5 separate regions of the Sus scrofa genome follow, and all the other regions are linked to region 3. The links are chromatin contacts, called in public HiChIP or PLAC-seq maps. All regions are on one chromosome and are shown on one strand. The core of a region is the stretch at or near the end of the contact, and the rest is flanking DNA. Distances in the headings are between cores, read along the strand shown.

Region 1 (2,700 bases), core at 119-2,618, 240 kb after region 3:
GAGGAGAAAGGAGTCGCCGAAATGCCAACAGCCGGCGCCTTCACTGCCCTCGCTCGGCCTTAGGCCGGCGGCCCGGCCCTCGTGCCTCCCGCCCGCCCCCGACCCGCGCCGCGCGGCCCCCTCCCCCGCTACCTGACGACGGGCGGCCAGCGGCCGCGGCAGCCGCAGCGGTGGCCGGGCGGTGCGCGCCGGTGCACGTCCCTCATTAGCAACCAGGCACATTCCTGCCTCCAGCGCTCCCGCGCCGCCCCCTCCCCCCAGGACATTACGCAAAGCAGCCACCCCTCATCTGCATAGATCCTCGGCCAGGGTATTCCCCGCATTTCCCAACGCGCCGGACCCCCCCACCTGAGGTCTCCCCCATCCCCGCCCCCTCCGACCCTCACCCTTGCGCCGTAGACCAGGGGCCGAGGGCGCGCGCCGGGAGGGCGATGGGGTCCGGCAGCGGCGATTTCGCTGTAAAGTGAAACGAGCTGCTAATGCTAAGGGAGGCAGGAAAAACACCGCGCCGAGGCCACTTACCGAGCCGAGGAACCTAGATTCCCGCCGCTCTGCTCACCCGAATGGTTGGTCCGCCCTCCGCGCACCCCAAGGCTGCACCCAGCACCCCAAAGTCGAGACGTGTAGGAATATGATTAACGAGCCGGGAGACCCTCCAAGTTGCTCCGGGCTCCCAGGAGCTTCAACGTCCAAGACACAACTTGGCGGAGACTTGTGCCACAGTCACCGAGGATGTTTCTGCGGAGACCCTCCTCCGGCGGGGAGAGACAGCGCTCGGTGGCGCCCCGCTTGCCTCCTCTCCACCCCCCTCACCTCCAGCCCGCCTCCCGCCGGCCGCCCGCCTCTGGGCCGCGAGCCCCTAGGGCGGCTGTCAGCTCCCGGCCGCCGCCGGGTGACAGGAGCCGGAGGAGGGCGCGACGCGGCGGCCCAAGCCCGAGCGGGCGAGGGGGATCCTCGCAGCAGCAGCAGCAGCAGCGGCGGCCGCTCACCTGGAAAGTCACCGCTGAGAAGGAGGAGGAGAAGGAGGAGGAAGAGGAGGGAGAGGAGGAGGGGGAGGAAACCCCCCTGGTGCCCTTGTTCTCGCTGCCGCGGCGGCCGCTCCTCGCCAAGGCTGAGCGTGTCTGGTGGGGGGTGTCTGGTAGCATTTCCTTAAGGACAGAGGGAGGGAGGGCGGGCACGGAGGGAGGGAAGCGATCCCGACCGCCTGCCCAGGCTCCTCTTTCCTTTATTTATTTTTCTGACACTGTACGGAGATGGTCCCGGGACAGGGGCCGCCGGGCTCGGGAGGGAGCCGCGAGGCCCGGGCCGCAGCAGTCTGCGTGCGGGAGCCGCAGCGGCCGCCTCCCCTCCCGGTCTGTGGACGCACGGGGTTATTCCTGGCAGCGCCTCCCCGAACAGAAGTTACTAGGAGGAGTGCGCGGCGAGGGCGGGCGGGGGGAGAGGCGGAGGGAGGGAGGAAGAGGGAGAGACTCAGCCAGCGACGTCATCGGATCCCCCAGCGCGTCCCAGGGAGGGAGGCCGAACCAGAAAAACCAGTCTGGAGCCGGCGAGCGGAGAGGGTTGTGCGGCGCGACGGGGGAGGGAAGCGACCGGGAAGTCAAGGCCCGGCCCCGCTGCAGCCGCGCTCCCGCTCGCTCGGATCCAGGGATCTCCCCAGAGAGCCAGTCTCTACTTGTCATGCAAAAAAACTTGGGCGTCTCTAGGAGCCTGAGAATTTCCTTTAGGGATGCGGAAACCTCCTCCCTCCCACTCCTATCTTCCCATTTCCCAGATCTTTCCTCATCTAGAAGACAAAGAGAATTATAGAATAATTCGTATTGTCTTTAATTAGAATTGTCTTTATGATTTTTGTCCGGGTTCCTCCGATCCCTTTTCTCTCTGTGGCCCCGCCTCTATGCAACATTAATGCTATCGGTCAAAAAATAAAATAAAATCATATTGTAGGTCCTGGCTGCGTTTGTGGAGCTTTGCAAAGTGTTTTACTAGCACTTTCCGGGCCCCTGCGGAAGCATGAACTTTTCACGCGCTCGAAATGCCCCAGTTGCCTTCGCTGGGGTCACTCACCAGGGTGCCCTGGGCGCACCCAGCTCGGGGATCGCGGCCCGCCCTCGCCGGGGTATTCAAATCGGTTTGAGCAGCTGCGAGAGGAGCAGCTGCCGGTTTCCTGGTGGCAGTGCTGAGACCTGTGGCGAGCGGCCGCCTCCAGTCTGCGAGCTTCCCTTCCTCCGAAGGGACGCGAGTGAAATCACACCCAGCGCGGGGACAGCGGGGCCGGGGGACGGGGGAATCCCAGGCGAGTGGGGGCCGGGGCCCTGGGCTTCCTCCCCGGCCCGGCAACACCCGGGGGACACCGGGGCTCCCTCGAGCCGTTACCCTGCCTGTGTGGACTTGTGTGCACCCTTAGGGGAGGTTCCCAGGCGGCCGCGGCGGCAGGAGCGCGGCGAAAGGATGGCCACCGGGCCGGGCGTACTCTCAGAGCGCCTCCTCCGGGTGGTCTGCGGGCCGGGCAAGGAACGTGCGCCACCCCTCCCGGGCGCCCCAGCGGCCGCGCAGAGCCGAGCAGAGCTGACTGCCCCGGCGCCGCGGGCCCGATAGGCCCTCCCCGCCCCCCGTCCGCGCCGCCGCCCTGCCCCGGGCGGAGTAAACAAGAGACGCGCAAGATTTGACCTGGCGCGACCCGGATTTCTGGCCGGGGTTCCC
Region 2 (2,795 bases), core at 98-2,597, 190 kb after region 3:
TAGGTATCACACCACACACATATCTCATCATACACATATGTATATATAATTTACTACTAATTAATAAGCAATTTAATAGTTTTTAAGGGCTTCTGTCCACACCCATTTAGCAGATCTTAGCAATACTCTCCAAAGAAGTTACGCCAGGTAGTAGAATGCCCATTTCCAGATGAGGAAATAGGGACTAGGAGAGATTGTAACTCTTTACACTGTCTTTACAGTGTGATGAAGAGCAATGATGTGTGCACCTGGGCTGTGGGTCCAGACCTATAACAACCAGCAGAGTAACTTTAGGTAAGTCATCCAACCTCTCTGAGCTTTGCCTTCCTTCTAGGACAATTACAGAAGGTGAGTCACTCACAGATACCATTTAACCCGTAAAAGTCTTATCAGTCTGCAGCTCAGCTAATTCAGTAGATGGTCTAAGCCCTAGCTCTTCTTTGCCCCCTCCCATGCTGTACTGCCTCTTAGGAGATCTCACTATGCTCTCCCAACTGAAGAGTTAATTTCATTTGTTTTTTGTTTATCTTTATAAAGAACTGGGCCCTGTTTATCCTTTGGTTCCTGGGCTTATGTACAGCCAGTAAAAACATTCCTCTACAAGAAAGGCTGGTGAGACAGAGGTGTGCAGGCACAGGGGGTCCAGGGCAAAGGGCGTGTCCTCCTGTGACCTCCTCTCACTGCACTGCCACGCTCTCACTTCAGGGATGGCAGGTGTGTGTTTGTTTTCATGGCTCTTGCTATCTTCTTGTTTTTGTTTTCAAAGAAATAGTCCAAAACTCAAGGTTGATAGGAAAGACAGGTTCCTACATCCAGGTCCAGGAACAGGGTCACAATTAATTTAATGCTATTTAAGTGGTCCAGCCCAAAACCTTCCTATCGTGAAGAAGGGGGCAAGTTCAGAAGTCGTGGGTAAGGGCACCCAGCTAGAGGTGGGGACTCCATTGCAAAGAATCACACAGACTCCCTCTGCTGACATAAAGAAAGTTCTCCTACATCCTTGCTGAGGTAGGTGCCAGAGAAATAAGCAACCTGACCCCCTGAAGAGTCTTCGGAGCCTGGCAGTAACCTGAGCTGCTCTAGGTTATTTTTGCTGAGGGCTAGTGGTTCTTAAAGGGACTGTGCTCTGGGTGCCCCTATCCAGACACAGAACACAAATCAATGAAAAGACCAATGTGACGTGGTCACCTAAGGCAGTTTATTGGATGTATGGACTAGATCAGTAAGGTGTGTGAGCAAATATTTTCATCCCCTTTCAAGGGGATCGATTGTAATACCCTGTGTTATAATATGATTGGTTTCAAACATGGAAGTGCTGAATAACACAGCACCCCATTGGTTTAAAATGGAAAATGAAAGCAGGCATGCCCCAAGGCTCTGTCCTCAGCGCCAGGCTGCTACTTAAGAAGGGAGTGGGGAGGAGAGATTAGAGATGGGGGTGGCTACCAGGGCTGTGCTCACCAGTCATCATCCCCATTTAAATGCTCCCTCCAAGCCTGACAGGTATACCAACTGTACAAAGAAGGAAAGTGGGGCTCGGCAAGGCTTCCTAACACACGTCAGAGTTTCGTGATGGGTGAGTGTTGGCCCCTTCCGCTATGTCTACCTGAATGGTGATGATTCCGAAAGCAAATCCTCACCCCATTCAAAAAACAATTCTTGTGAAACAACCAGTCCTTTCATCCTCTGTCCCACATCCCTGAAGTGGCCAGGGGGGAGCAGGAATAATCCAGTAACGAGGAAAGTGGGATCCGGAGTCACAAGTGCCCAGGTTTGAAAACCTGCTTCACCACAAACTCACTGGGTGACCCTGGGCAAGTTGGTTATACTCCTGGAGCCTCGGCGGCAGTAACAGTAATACCTACATCATCAGGCTGTTTTGGAGATTAAATAAGATACTCATACGCGTAGTGTACTTGGAAGCATGCCTGGCACATGGAACCCTTCAGTTAAAGGGTTGCTATTATTAGTTGCGTTAGTATTCCTATTCAGCAAGTGTGTAATTCAAGTTGCCTTGAAATCTGGCAAAGGATAATCATGAGAAAAATAACGTTCAGCTAGCTGTTGGGCAGGTCCTTAGCACACGTGATCTCCAGTGCCCACAACTCTGCCAGGCAAGTTGATGCTACTCCCCTCTGCAGACCAGGGGCACGAGGCTCACAGAGGTTTAGTGACTTGCCTGAGTCACAACTAGGAAGTGATGGAGCAGGGGGTTGAACTCAAGGTCTGACTTCAAAGCCTGTACGCCTTCCACTCAATTGAGAAACAGTCAGGGAATAGAGAGCAGAGGGGAGCATCCTATTCCACAGCTGGTCAGCTCTTCCCTTAGGTCAGCCTCATAACCTCTTTGTCCTGTTTCACCTTCCAGCTATGATTTGGGGTGGAGGAGTCTGATTTCTGTAGCAAGTGCCATATATTATTCAGCGACAGGTAATTCAACAGAGAATAATAAAGCTCTCTGTAATCTTATTAAAACTACATTATTCTAAGTGCTATCTCCCTTCCTCTAGGAATCTTCACGACGACCCTAGGCACAGGGCTAATTATCTTGGAGAGCGAAGGGTGCCTTGATAACTCACTGGCATGAGCTGATATTCTGGAGGAAAATAAAATAGCCAATTTAATTGTTTATAGTAACAATCCTGTTCTATGATCAAAATTTATCCCAAGTAACATGTCCAACACATTACAATTTTTAAATTTTTTTAAAAAATAAAATGTATTGCTACACTTTAATTTTAATATTTGAAGAAGTTTGAATTTATAACCAGTTTGACTCTTCACAGACAATATCT
Region 3 (2,713 bases), core at 179-2,678:
TAGAGAAGGGGTCCTGTCATGGTGACATAGGCAAATGAGAACTGCGTCATGCCTTGAGTAGAGTCATAGAGTCCAGACACAATGAAAAAGGGTTAGGTTAGGAATGCAGAGCAGATCGAAGACACAGATGTCTATGGTGAAACTTGCTAGTTTCTTTTAAATTCTATTTTTTATTTTTTTGCCTTTGTAGGGCCACACCTGCCGCACATGGATGTTCCCTGACTAGGAGTCAAATCAGAGCTGCAGCTGCCGGCCTATGTCACAGCCACAGCAACGTCAGATCCCAGCCACATCTGAGACCTACACAACAGCTTGTGGCAGCACCAGATCCTTAACCCACTGAACAAGGCCAGGGATCAAACCCTCATCGGCATGGATTCTAGTTGGATTCTTAAGCCACTGAGCCTCAACGGGAACTCCCAGTGTCCTTTTTTAAAAGTCTTTTTGGTTACATGTATCAGAAAGCAATTAGGCTAATCTACATACAGATATTTATTATAAAGATGCCAAGTCATCTTCAGAACCCGCTGGAAAGAAGTGTAAGCAGCCCTCTTTTGACTCTGTTTTACTCTGCATATTTGTGTTTTCTTTTCCCCTCAAAACTAACTTGTTCCAGTTCTCCTTGCAGATGACCACCACTGCTCCAAAATGCATGGCTGAGCCCAGTTTAGATGTTGACTAGCTTCCCTTAATTCCAAATTCCTAAGAGAAAGAATATAATTGTCCAGCTTGGAGCTCTGACGCAATCTCTGATGGAGGTTGGGGGTTCCTGGTGAGGAGTTACTTGAGCTTCCCGTTGTACAGACGCCACAGTGTCCTGGCCTCCCAAAGGTGTTTACCATGACTGTCCAGAATTCCATGGGTGTGTTTTAATCCTGCAATAATATCAGTTTGCTGTTAATAAGGATGGGAAAGAAGGGATTAAATATAAGGGATTTCTTATCCCTAGCAGCAGGGCCAGTTTCAGACACATAGGGGTATCGGCCTCAGGAATGGCACTAGGATGGGGTGGTCTTGGCAAAGCTGAATGGAAAGAGGTGTTCACAGAAGACTGCATGAGGCAATACACACTGGTCCAGGGTCCGAATTCAGGGACCCACGGGGATGGCTTTTTAGAATAACCCAGGCCATCGTATGTATGCTGGCTTTCTCCTTTAATGTGGAGATGGGTGTGGAGTTCTTAGAGAGCTAAGCAGAGACCTGACCATTTCCAAAACATGAGAGGAAGGCTTCAACTTCAGAACATTCCCAGGATTATTAATCAATTTCCCTGATATTTACTATGTGCCCAGGGCTGTCACTATTGCAATGTCAGGGCTCAGGGCTATGGGGACAGAAAAGCCATCGCTCAGCTGTGCGGAGGAACCTGGGTTCAACTGCGGTAGACAGTCCTTTCTGGGGTCTGAAGGGAACTTGACGCCAGGAAGTTTCCAGTCTCTCTCAGCCTCCCTCCCACAGCTCAGAGGAGCGTGTGCTCCCTCCGCCCTCCTCTTCTGCCTGCCAGAATTTCCAGATTTGTTCTGTTTTGCAGTTGAATCAAGCCACACTCAATTCCAACCCTAGCAGAAGGCATAAATTAACATTTTATTATGTGTACTTGTTAGGGTCTCTTAAAGTAGACATGCAAATGTGAGGCTCAGGGAGTCAAGGAGGGCATACCCAGATTAACTGAAAATAAACCAGGTGGCCCTGGCCAAACCCTTGGAAAGCAGGACCTCGCTGAGCTATCCTGGGACAGATACTCACCTCAGCTTCTGCCCCCGGTTGTTTACCCTGGCCCCTGGCCACTTCCTGCTCCCTTTGGCACCTGGGACCTCCCTGTCCAGCTGCCATTGGCCCATATGACTCCCGGTCGACTTTCATTTACAAGGAACCAATTTCATAAGCAGCTGTAGGTGAGCCTTTTACGGGCCTCTGGTGAGTGAGTGAGAGGCCTCAGGGCCTTCTCCATCAAGCAGCTGGACAAATACATCTGCCTTGGCCTTCCACAGGGACCAGGCTATTTTGAGGCTTCCCTCTGATTGGCTCTTTCTGTTACTGTGCCTTTAATTCCAGCTTATAGCCCTTAAAACCTTATATAATAGGAACTTCAAGCTAGATGGAGTTTGATTGGATTTGGCTTGGCTCTAGTGGAGTAATTCGTAAAACCGTAAGTGAGAACTACTTGATATGCCCCTTTAGCTCTACCAGGAGAACATATAAATTGTTCTAAGGTGTTTCTTTTCTGAATGCTGATTTCATCATATGCTTTTGTGTATCAGTTGGGGAAAGTCGAACAAGAGGAAGAGGGAAAGAAACTTTTCCTCATTGCCGCTTTAATTTTCCAGGTGTTCTTTTGTACCCTGTGTATTTTACATTGTTATAAATCCTCCTTCTTGTAAGCCTGAGTGGACCATGCCATGCAAACAACCAATGAGAGAAGGCAGTGAAGGAAAGGGAGACTGCAGAGCCTTCCAGAGTCTATCCCAGGGCATCAGTGATTGATGGGAAATCTTGGTTCTCATCTCCCCTCTTAAGTAGAGGAGCTAGCTTGATTCCAGTGGCCTTCTGCCAGCGAGCATGTGCACAGTGAGCATGCCCAGGGTAGGCTATTTGAATCTCCCTACCTTACAGGTTACACAAGAAGCCACCTTCCAGCTGGTCTGGTATAGTGAGTGTGTCTAGAGATGCCTCCTTAATCCCTGCCCCCACTCCGCTTCCAGGGGAAGTCTAC
Region 4 (2,700 bases), core at 67-2,566, 150 kb after region 3:
CATTTGTTACGAAATGTTCATGATGAAGTCCCCCCCCCCATTTATTCAGTTATTCATTCAACAAACAACTGTGTACTCTTGAAGCCACATTCTTGTCCTCATGGGACTTAGAGAGCTGAGAAGGACAGACATGAAAATCAGTTGTTATTGCATAAATCCCAAACAAAAGGCATGCTGTGTAATCAGAAAGCTTTGTAAAACTTGAGTAAGACAACTCTTCTAAACAAACACTGCTTCAAATGTGGGATCTAAACCTGCCTCCTGTCCTGATCTGAAGCCTCAAATTTAGAGGTGATTAAACAGACACGTGTTAAATCCACCACAACTATACCTCTCTTTTCAAAACTGCTAGGTATTCCAAGATACTCCAAATCCAACTGGAAAATCATCATTATAGATGTTCTAGAAACTTCCCCAAGGAAGTCACCATTCTCATATTCTACTTGGCACAGATTTATCCCTTAGTCTTAACATATTTTTATATGTACAATTTGACAAATTTAGAGAGAAAGGGGAAGAAAACCAACAGGATTATGATAATTGGAAGATCCTTTCAAGTCTTTCAGTCTTTCTGTTGTATCTTTCTAGTCTAAACATAATAAACATTCCCATTATGATAAATTTGACATAAACATCTGTGACTTGATGTAGAAACAAAGAGTAAGGTATTTTTGTACTTATCTTTTAATTACTCTAAACTCTCCTTAGGGAAAAAATTAAAATAATAAATACATAAAGATAAACTCTCCTTACTTTAATTGCATACTTGTACAACATACATCTTTCCCTTATTATTTCCAGACTTGCTAAGATTCCAGTTTTTCCTTATTGACTTCTTGCAGTTAGCATCTCAACCCATAGACTGAGGTGTTCTTCTTTCCCTCTTTTGGCAAACTTTGGCAGCCTAAGTACATTTGGCAGAGATTACACACAAGTGCATGTCCAAATGGAATCCAAGGAGACTGCCAGATGCCTATTTTTTCCACATCAAAGAAACAAACCAGAGCAGGTCCAGCTCCTCTGCCTGCCAAGTCTGGGCCTTAAGGTGGGAAGGTTCAGTCCCAGTGGAAAGGAGACTCTGAGCTGCCCACCCGAGGGTCTTTTTGTGGTTTGGGGGGAGGAACTTACTTGAAACAGGTGCGAGCTGGGCTATGACATCTCGTCTTCCAGCCAGCCAAAGTGCTTCCCACTTAAAGAAAGCTGGATTCTAAAAGTTTGCTTTCAAACCTACTATTTGAAATTTGGAATGTGTCCCTGTGGAACCAGTGTCACAAATAGCGGCTGGCATTCCAGGCTAGCCTTCAAAAGTTTATATAACCTGATGGAGAATTAGCCTCAGGCAATGTAATATGAGGATTCGAGGGCCTACTCATCCTCTATGGTATGGCTTCTAGTAGAAAAAGCAGTCACACTGAGAACAGGCATCCAGAGGCTCCTCACTTCTCCCTACACAGGCCATGAAAGTCAAGGATGGAAATGATGGTTGTACAACCATAAATATAATAAAATTCATTGAATTATTACAAAATAAAACATAAACTACTTCACTTCTAACTAAATTAATTCTAACTAAACATAGTGAGATTTAAAGCCTGAGGAAGTGGGAATACTAATCCTACAGTTAAAATAAAATAAAAATAAAAATAGAAGAAAATCTAGGTAGAACTTGAAGAAGTAAATCATGAAGTAAGAGAGCAGGATGCCTTTCCAGGATCAGAGTGATGAGTCAGGGTCGTCAGCTGGAAGATCCCAGTGGCTCTAGGCTTCTGCATAGGCAGCAGTGGCGGAGCAGTTTCCAGTGGCCACAGACACGGCAAAAGAGTGGAAGAGAAAGGAGGGTGCAGGAAATAAGTGAGTCAATCGGAAGCCAGGGCCGTCCTGAAAAGGGAGTGTCCTACAGTGGAGAGCGAGAGGAAGAGAAAGGGAATTCCTGCCACAAGCCAGCAGGGGAAATCCCTGGTGTGGGGTTTCTGCTGCTACTCCATCACTGACTAGAAGGGTTCATTATTCAGTAATTTATCCCTCCCAAGCCTTACTTTCTCAGTCTGGCTTCTTAAAGTCAAGCTGTATGTTGCTAATGACAGTCTGCTTCAAGCGGGTAGATGTGCCATCTTCTCAGACTGATTCTTAGCCTACACTGGTTGCTAACTAGTCTCTGTGATTTTGTACCCCCCCATCTCCCCGCTGGGGCACAGGGCCATGTACGTGGGGTTATCACTGGCTGTCATGACCAGAGAAGAGATGCTATTGTCATCTAGTGGGTAGAAGCCAGGGACACTGGAAAATACCCTGCACTGTACCTTACAGACCCCACAACGAAAAATTATACATTCCTTGATACCGACAGCACCAAAGTTGAGAAACTCTCGAAACTTTGTGCAGCGGTAACTTTTATTACACATGAACTGTGCGCTCCTGATGTGTTTAAGCAAGTGGCTGCAGCACAAATCGTGCCAACTACCATGCCATTCGAAGAGAAATTCTACAAACAACCAACAGTGTTATTTAGCATGACAAGGAACGACATTTGTTTTTTTCACTGAAGCAATTAAATCAAGAGAGTCAAACTTCAGCAAGGTGGCAGAAAGGGCATGGCGTGAACTTGGTGTCACCTGGATCACACTGCAGTTTTCGAGAGCAGCGCGCTGTGCGGGGTCCTGTGTGAACGTATACCCTGCTGCCAATGCCACCTCCTGCTTC
Region 5 (2,700 bases), core at 59-2,558, 220 kb after region 3:
AATTTCCTTATTGCATAAATCAGCTGAAAGCATCCCAAGGGAAATGCCATTGTACTACATACATTTCTAATGATCCTGTGGGGATTTTTTAAAAGGAAAATATTTAGGCAACAATTATATAAGCATAGGTCAGCCATTAGTCTTGTGACTCGGTTTAACTTAAACATGTGAACAGTGTATGGCGCAATTTAGAATGATTTTCTAGGTTTACTATGAACTACTAAATCATAGCTTCATCTATTAAATCCTTTCTCTGTCAAGTCTTTGATATAAGAAACCTTAGCAGACCTCCCAGTGAACTCTGGCATTTTGGCTGTGGGGCCAAAAGAACAATCTACCATTACAAAGCCTATTCATGAGTCAAGGAGAGAAGCAGAGAAGTGGTCAGAATGATGACTGCGCAGCTGATACGATACTATTCTCCCTTACCTTGCTCACAAGTATATAAAACATACAAGATTCATGTTACTAAATTATAGAATATTAAGCTCAACACTGATTCTAAAATGTACCTTGAAAGATCATTAATGCAAAGTAAAACACCTGTTACTAAAAAGGCTGGATTTACTCTCTTGGCTTCAACTTTTTAATCCTACCTATAGCCGAAAAAAAAAAAAAAAAAAAGTAGAAAAGGTTTGTTTTGTTTTTTTAAATCCATCTATAATTCGAGCATAGTAAATTAGGGCTACATTTCTGTTCTCAAATTCACAATAAGCATTTTTTCAAACAAGATTTACTAACTACATAACGTTTAAAAATCATGACTACCCGGAGAGTTTTCTTGTAATGATTCCGTCTCGAAGTGTGTAAGGGCACGATGCTTGTGCTTGGCTGCAAACATTCATATCTTTGCTTCCACAACAAAGCAAAAAGGTGACAGTTAGAAAGAGGGTGAAACAAGAGGTTTCCTGTACGGCTTCGTGAAGAGAAAGAAGGTGCATTCTGCAAGGCGAAGGACAAGTCCGCTCAGGCCCTCTGCAGCCAGCATTATTCAGCACTCTTCACCCCCAGGCAGCCGGCCCACCTGACCGGGGTTCCCTATTGTACAGCTGCAGCGGTCTCCCCGAGGCCAGCGATCCCCGGACCTCCGGCACAGTGAGTCCCCTGGCAGGCTCGGCCAAGCGAGCCTCGGCCAAGTCAGTGCCTTCTCCTCAGCGCCCCTGCCCCCGGGAGGGCCGCCCCGAAACTAGGTCTGGGCGGGCGCGGCGGGAGCTGCGAGCCCCACTTTCCCCCGACAGGAAGGGGGAGGCCGAGAGCATTTCCTGTTGTGCAGCTGCAACCGGCGGAGACGTCACTGCATTCACACTCCCTCGGGTGTCGGCGGCGGCCCGGGGCCTCACGTTCAGCCCCTTGCAGGGCGGGCCGGGGCTCCCCGGGGTGGAAGGGCTCGTGGCGCCGGGGGCCACGCGGGCGGGGGCGGCGCGGGAGCGGCTTTTCCGCCCGCCCGCGTCAGGCGGACCCAGCCCGGCCGCTCCCCAACCCTGCTCCCCTCCCGCCCGCCGCCCGCTCCTTCCCCGGGGCCGGGAAAGGCGTGTGTTTCCAGGTGCTCAGAGGAAGCACTTTTTTTGGCGCAAGTTTCTTAGCTCAATTTTTAACGTAATTTCCCCCCAAGATGACTCTTTCTACACTAGGATTATTTTTAAATAATCAAAAGTGAAAATCATTTCAGTGTTGTTGCAATTAGGTGTTTTCCTCGTTTTCCATCTCCTGATTGTGGATTCCTAAAGTAACTGTCAGATGCAAGTGAAAAAGATTTCTCTACTGCACAGCTCCAGTGAGGTCAAAGGCGGCAAGAAGACACTCCTCAGACGTTTCTAAAAGCATTTCTATTCGTTTTCATTTATTAAAAAACACCCCCTACACAACATATAAAGTCCTTTTACTTATTAGGTCCTAATTTATCATATCTGGAATGTCTAATTTTTAAAAATCCGAACCTCTTAAGAATCAGTTTTGTACTTATCCACTTTAATGGCACGCAAAACTTTTGGCCAGGATGTTTTAAAGTGGAAATTTTACCCATTCATATAAAAATAATAGCGATTTTTAAAGTTTCCTTTATCCTAAATTTCCAGCCCTCCATTTAGTACAAACCATAAACCAGATTATAACCATGTGTAATTCTAGAAAAGCAGTGGCTTAAGGTTAATAAGGGTTATGAGACTATAAGGGACTCTATAATCATTTTTAAATAAAAAAACTGGATGAGCTTAACAAATTTTAGATTCTGTTCTTCTTTGGCGAATCAATGTTAACAGATGTTGTATTTTGCCAATTTCTCTAACATTTGAATTTAGCAACGCCTCACATCAGGACATGGAATTAAAATATTTAGGGCTTTATCAAGTGTAAATTATGGACTTTGGGTGATAATGACATGTCAATGCAGATTTATCCACTGTAACCAATGTACCACCCTATGCAAGATTCTAATAGTGGAGGAGGCTGTGCCCATCAGGGAGTGGGGGAGGGGAAGGGGGCAGGCAGTGCTATGGACTCTCTATTCCACTCAATTTTGCTGTGACTCTAAAGCTGCTCTAAAAAACTAACTCTATTCTTAAATATATTTAGGCTGTTAAAAGAATCATGATATTTCCTGCGTTGTAACCTGTAGATTCACAAGTAAATGAATCTTAAGAATTAAAAAGAACTCATCATCTTGATGCTTTCATGAAGTTCATCATCCAAAGCTACTCCTCC

The links. HiChIP or PLAC-seq counts read pairs in DNA pulled down with a chosen protein or histone mark.
Region 1: an H3K27ac HiChIP or PLAC-seq map of skeletal muscle shows a contact between it and region 3. The contact joins the promoter of HIVEP2 here to the enhancer-like site in region 3. A contact is called at or near these places in 12 of 47 Hi-C or Micro-C datasets (brain, embryonic fibroblasts, fetal heart ventricle and 7 more) and 2 of 2 datasets of contacts at active chromatin or transcription factors (alveolar macrophages and skeletal muscle).
Region 2: a contact with region 3 is called in an H3K27ac HiChIP or PLAC-seq map of skeletal muscle. The contact joins two enhancer-like sites. A contact is called at or near these places in 6 of 47 Hi-C or Micro-C datasets (embryonic fibroblasts, fibroblasts, heart right ventricle and 2 more) and 1 of 2 datasets of contacts at active chromatin or transcription factors (skeletal muscle).
Region 4: a contact with region 3 is called in an H3K27ac HiChIP or PLAC-seq map of skeletal muscle. The contact joins two enhancer-like sites. A contact is called at or near these places in 1 of 47 Hi-C or Micro-C datasets (embryonic fibroblasts) and 1 of 2 datasets of contacts at active chromatin or transcription factors (skeletal muscle).
Region 5: a contact with region 3 is called in an H3K27ac HiChIP or PLAC-seq map of skeletal muscle. The contact joins two enhancer-like sites. A contact is called at or near these places in 3 of 47 Hi-C or Micro-C datasets (adipocytes, embryonic fibroblasts and fetal heart ventricle) and 2 of 2 datasets of contacts at active chromatin or transcription factors (alveolar macrophages and skeletal muscle).

The regions. Positions count from the first base shown.
Region 1 is chr1:22,239,349-22,242,048 of Sscrofa11.1, reverse strand. HIVEP2 (transcription factor HIVEP2) reads right to left here and starts at 1,368. Exons shown (of 10, transcript XM_021072421.1): 1 at 990-1,368.
Region 2 is chr1:22,292,108-22,294,902 of Sscrofa11.1, reverse strand. The region is part of intron 1 of HIVEP2 (transcription factor HIVEP2); the gene reads right to left. Among named protein-coding and RNA genes, the nearest start is that of HIVEP2, 53 kb to the right of the region's middle. Within about 2 kb of position 1,347, at least 5 of the 83 cell types and tissues checked have an H3K27ac peak or open chromatin away from gene starts, as enhancers often do. A contact at or near this core is called in skeletal muscle, where this site is marked.
Region 3 is chr1:22,483,551-22,486,263 of Sscrofa11.1, reverse strand. No RefSeq gene overlaps it. Among named protein-coding and RNA genes, the nearest start is that of HIVEP2, 240 kb to the right of the region's middle. Within about 2 kb of position 1,428, at least 21 of the 83 cell types and tissues checked have an H3K27ac peak or open chromatin away from gene starts, as enhancers often do. A contact at or near this core is called in fetal skeletal muscle, omental adipose tissue and skeletal muscle, where this site is marked.
Region 4 is chr1:22,332,822-22,335,521 of Sscrofa11.1, reverse strand. The region is part of intron 1 of HIVEP2 (transcription factor HIVEP2); the gene reads right to left. Among named protein-coding and RNA genes, the nearest start is that of HIVEP2, 93 kb to the right of the region's middle. Within about 2 kb of position 1,316, at least 3 of the 83 cell types and tissues checked have an H3K27ac peak or open chromatin away from gene starts, as enhancers often do. A contact at or near this core is called in skeletal muscle, where this site is marked.
Region 5 is chr1:22,259,114-22,261,813 of Sscrofa11.1, reverse strand. The region is part of intron 1 of HIVEP2 (transcription factor HIVEP2); the gene reads right to left. Among named protein-coding and RNA genes, the nearest start is that of HIVEP2, 20 kb to the right of the region's middle. Within about 2 kb of position 1,308, at least 62 of the 83 cell types and tissues checked have an H3K27ac peak or open chromatin away from gene starts, as enhancers often do. A contact at or near this core is called in skeletal muscle, where this site is marked.